Regions from separate parts of the Gossypium hirsutum genome. Here region 2 is linked to region 1. A link is a contact called in public Hi-C data. All regions are on one chromosome and are shown on one strand. The core of a region is the stretch at or near the end of the contact, and the rest is flanking DNA. Distances in the headings are between cores, read along the strand shown. Region 1 has its middle 9.1 kb from the start of LOC121203811. Region 2 has its middle 13 kb from the start of LOC121204429.

Region 1 (2,700 bases), core at 131-2,630:
AATTAAAATTGAATTGAGCTAAATTTTATTTAATTTTGATTTCAATCAAGTTGAAATTAATCATAAATTCTTTCTAATTTAATTTAATTTAATTTTTGGTCAATCACATCACCATTTATCTTTGTGATGCAATCTACAACTCTGTTGACTTCCCTCTAAATATGTTTGAACTTACCTTCCACAATTTCAAACACGACCCAAGAAGTTTCAATAGTTGTAACAACCTTAGATTTTGACTTTGTAAATATTTGGATATCCAATTATAGTTGTTTTTGAAAAATAATAACAAAATCAAAATTTTGCTTAAAAATAAAATTGACGATTTTTTTTAGAAAAAATTGTTTTGGGGCTGGGGCTTAAAGTTGATAGATTGTTTACAATTTTAAAGCCTAAATTCAATTTTAAAGCAGAAATCACTTTAAAAAAAATGAACTAATTCTTTTTAAAAAATAGTTTTAAATTGTTTTTAAGCCTAAATTCAATATTGAAATGGCAGTCCAGTTTGGGGCTTAAATCAATTTACATCCCATTTTCTTATTTAAGCCCTTTTTTAAAAAAAAGTTAAGACCACTTCGTTTAAGTCCAATTCACAATTTTGATCCAAGTCCATTTCAGATTTCAGAGCTTAAAGGCCATATCATTTTCATGATGCAGAATTAGGGTAGAAACCCTTGTAGCTTGGCAGCCAGTGTGAACTGTGAACACATGAAAGGAAGATCACATTTTTCAGCCATTTCATCTTTAACAGAATCAGTTAAAACAACAAACGAATTGCCAAAGATTTCTACAGAAAAAACAAATCGAAGCCAGATTAATCCACTAATAAAATTCATCATTAAGAGTTCATAACAATTAGAGGAACAACATTTATTCATGAAAAGAAAAAAAAAATAGAAAGAAGTCAGTGGTCAGTCAGCAGCATAATATAGTCAACAGTCAGTGAGTCAAAAACAAAGAGAAAAATCGAAAAAAAAGCACATACCCTTTTCATCTTTTTTGGAAAGTAAACCTTTCATTTTTCTAGATCTTTTTTTTTTTTTTTTTTTTGGTTTCATGCACGACTAAAAGGAAAGGAGGTAGCTTCACCACACCGACGGCCCTCAGCCGCCACGTAGAGCACATCCCCTAGTTTCAAAAACACACTAAAAAAAGAGAAGGTTTTTTTCTTTAAAAAAAACAGAAGCTTTTCTTAGTTTCCTAATTTTGTGGGATGAAAACGACATCATCAATTTGAAATCCAAACGTGATAACCAAAGAATTCAAGATCTGGTTTCCAGATCTGGAAAGATAAAAAAGAATAGAAAAAGTAATAACTTCTATTTTAGCTTTCAAAGTACTAAAAAAGGACAAAAACAAAAAAGAGAGTTTTTCCTACCACTGCGTACGGTGTTCTGCTACCGGAAATCAAAGACCTTTGGGATCTCCGGCGCCAGAACCGTCCAAGAAAATTTGAGAAGGGCAAAGGAAGAAATAGAGAAAATAAAAAGAAATAAAGACAATGGTTTTTTTTTTTTTCAATGAAAGAAAGAAATAGTTAAGTCAGATTTTTAGGTTATATAGTGGGGGGATTGAGAAAATCGCAACTCAATCCCTCCGTGTTTTCATGTTTACTTTTTCGGGTTTCCTCCTTTTGAAATAACAACAATAGTCCTTATGATTTCCAATTCAATTCGATTTTCAAAATCTTGGCTAGGAAAATAAAGCCTTTATTTTTTTTAATTTTAATTTTAATGTAGTGTTTTTTCTTTTATGGTTTGAAATTAAAATTTCAATTTCTCAAGAGGAATAAATTTTTATAGTTTCATAAAATTGAACCTTTTATTATTTTTCTTATTAAAATTTAGTAATTTTCTTTTTTTATCATGCATTTTTTGTTGAATAACTGTGTTAGTTGGTACATTTTAGCATAAATATTCCTAAGGTTATATTTCGATTATTTGGTGATTCTTGTCATTTTACTATTTAGGAGTTATTTTGGTAATGTGTTGATAAATTTAAGTCTAGAGTTCAAATCTTTTATTTATTTATATTTGATTTGTTAAGATATAAAATTAGATGTTTTAGATTTAATTTAAGTTTAATAAATTCCCAACTTAGCAGTTTCAATCTATTTTTGGCTTTCAATAATACGATGTTCATTGCTTTTCTTGAGCCTCGATTTGGTTAAAGAGTGAATTTTAATTCACAAATTGAACACAACAAAAACTTTTTAACTTTTTAATGGGAAATATCTATAGGCAACAAATCTAACTTAAATTCTCACAAAAATAAATTTGATTTGGAAAATAATAAATCTTACTATTTTCTGACAAAGTAACTAAATTCAATGATGTGTTTATTTAATTTAGCTCATAGTCCTTATTTAAAAGAAAATTTTACAAGAATTTTACTTAAACAAGAAAAGGCAAAATAATAATTTTTAATAGAAAACACAAATTTCCCCTAAAAGTCTATATACGTGGGCGACACATCTTCTCTAGGATAACCTAGGATGGGCCCAGTTTTGGGCTTTTCTAGTATTAAGTATAATTATATTGTTATTCAATATTTGAATTAATTCATAGTTTGTCTAACTCAATAGCTACTTTTCTATTACAAATAATTTTACTTAATTCTCTCAATTAAATTATTTTTTAACCTAATTTTAATTCGGTTAAAATCGTAATAACTTTACCATACTAGAATCGATGATTAAATAAA
Region 2 (2,700 bases), core at 154-2,653, 190 kb after region 1:
TTATTGTAATAACATCAAAAACATCCACTTCCGCTGTTATTTATATTCAAACTCTGTTTCTTAGCATATTATTAGCTAGTTTTAGTAAACAACCATGTTACTAAAAGAAACAAGTAAGAAAAGTTAGAAAACTAAATCCTAAGAAAAGGTAAATTTGTTTCGGACTTAGTGCTGTAAATAGTGGAAGGAAGTAACTAGATGGTTTTACAGTGAATTAGGCTCTTTAATCTTTTAACATGTTTTGGCTTTCTAATTCTTCAGCATGTGGATGTGCTCCACTTGGATCTTCCACTTTATATGTGTTGGGCCAAACCTCCGTCAAAACCGTATATTCTTTTCCTTGCTTTTGATGGTTTATGACAATCAAAAATTGGCAACGAATCAAAAGCTGAAAACACATCTTAATTAGGGATTTAATTAACACTATGAATATTTAAGCAGTTGTAACTTATTCATCCATCACCAACATATCGTATACATAATACAATAACGATCCACTAAATCTAATTAAGGTTAAAACCCTAAACTCATACAATCACTTTTATCATGTGAATTATATACTCTCTTTTTTAATATCAATTCCGAATATGATTGACCCAAATAATTGGATTATCGATTAGTCCAAAATTTGCGGTATCATACTGTATGTTATTTCTAATAGAACTAGATAAGAAAAAGAGATTTCATATGTCCTAGATTTTGTTTTGGCATAGATAAATGAGGTTGACACGTAAAGGAGAAGTCCAGTTTTAGAACTAGTTTTTAGTTTTGACAATTCAGAAATTTGTTTGCTTTATTTGTGTGAGCTTAAATGCTGCGGCCATTCCTGCCTGCCCTAGTTATTGACTTGGGAATTTGCTTGCCAATTTTTTCATTCTAGCAATCAGTGTCCCAAACATCACTTAGCCCCACTATGCTGTACCATTCTTTTCGGCATCAATCAATTTTAAATTAGACTAACTGTTTTTATATATATATTCATATTGATAGGTAATATATATAATATAAGTAATATGATGTTGATCGGGTCTTAAGAATTTTTAGATTTTAAGTTTAAATCTTGGTTAACAAATCCATCATGACATAATTCAAGGCAAAATGAAAAATGATCATTCCCTGAATTGGACGCTTGCCCTAATTATTTGTTTATATATATTTCATTCATGGTAGTACGATTTATTTAACGTTATTAGTGAAATATGAAAGAAAAGCAAGCAGGAAATGAAAATGGGGAGAAGGGGTGGGTTTAGATTGAGGCACATGATGGGAAAGGAAAGGAAGAAAGGCAATCTAAGGGAGGGGATATGGATGAAAGGAAACTGCAAAAGCACAGGAAAGTACTGCTCCTTTTAACTCTCTTTTACTTTGCGACTCTTACAGGCAGCAGTTGCCAGCTGCCTAAAAAAAAGATGCCAAACAGTACAATGCGCATTCATCCATCGCCCTTAAGACATGAACAGCCCCATCGCTTCTCTTTCACCTAACCCAACCCTCGCTTACTCACTTACATATATATGCGCCATGTAATTATATATAATTATACACAAACAGGTCGTATGTAACGGTTACCGAGAATTTACGAGGAAAATCTCATGAGTTAACATCAAAGCTGGTAATCAGAGGAGAAAGGGAAGGATGGTTAAGCTTCTCTCTCTCATCTCACTGCTAATTAGTCAGCCCTTTTTAAAGCTAAAGCAGAAGCAGAAGCAGAAGCAGCAGCAGCCTAGCTATTTCAAAACCCTACAATGGGGGGACCTCTCTCATTCTCTTTCATCATTTATTCAGATGAAAGGTCCTCATGCATGATGCTCCACCATTTTTTTTCTTTTTTTCTAATATACTATTTTCTTTTCTTTGCAGCCAATAAATTAAATGTTAATCAGTGTAGTAGTAGTACTACTCTTTATTATTATTATTATTATTATTATTATTATTATTATTATTATTATTATTATTACAGTCTGGTAAATTTGTATTTAGAGATGCAACTGTGGAGCTAACAGTGACGAGAGAGGGTGAGGACCACACTCCGCCTAGGGTACCCCTCCCCTCTGCCATCTTCATCCTCCCCCCCCCCCAAACCACATTCTCACACAATTTCACTATGATCCAGTTGGCGGTTATCTTATTTCATATTTCTTTTGCTGGCTTTTTGTCCCCTTCCTTCTCCCTCTTTTATTTCATTGTAGAGAGACAAGACATGATAAGTTATGTATTGTATTGTTTCTTTTAATGTTTCAATAATCTGTTTATATATATATATATTACTTATTTTTACTATATCATGTTCATATATCATTGTGTGGCATCTAGACCATCATTTTCTTGTCGCTTCTTTTAGTTCAAGAACTCAACAGCACTCGCCCTAGGTAGCTGAGATATTTTATTTTGTATTTTTAATAATTCCACTCAAAAAGAAAAAGCCGGGGTTAACTAGCTATCTTCATTTAGTACCCATTAACATAGTTTCTATTGAGTATATCATGTTCGTACATGATTGCTCCATGCTGTTGGGTTGGCTTATGATGTTTGGTGAGATACCCGTCTTTAGATTTTCATTAGTCCCTATTTCCCCCAATTAAAATTTTATCCACAAAACCAGGTATCATATGTTATCATATATGTTTGTTAAGCAGCCGCATAGAAAAGCACCAAAATCGATGGGTCTCCATCAACTAGTGTTATCCCATTTCATTGAGG

Evidence for each region. A called contact is a pair of places that touch in the nucleus more often than the background predicts.
Region 2: a Hi-C map of leaf shows a contact between it and region 1, with 2.1 times the contacts expected there. The contact joins two enhancer-like sites. A contact is called at or near these places in 4 of 34 Hi-C or Micro-C datasets (hypocotyl, leaf and petal).

Annotation. Positions count from the first base shown.
Region 1 is chrA07:28,791,416-28,794,115 of Gossypium_hirsutum_v2.1, forward strand. No RefSeq gene overlaps it. Among protein-coding and RNA genes, the nearest start is that of LOC121203811, 9.1 kb to the left of the region's middle. Within about 2 kb of position 1,381, at least 6 of the 9 cell types and tissues checked have an H3K27ac peak or open chromatin away from gene starts, as enhancers often do.
Region 2 is chrA07:28,977,663-28,980,362 of Gossypium_hirsutum_v2.1, forward strand. No RefSeq gene overlaps it. Among protein-coding and RNA genes, the nearest start is that of LOC121204429, 13 kb to the left of the region's middle. Within about 2 kb of position 1,404, at least 5 of the 9 cell types and tissues checked have an H3K27ac peak or open chromatin away from gene starts, as enhancers often do.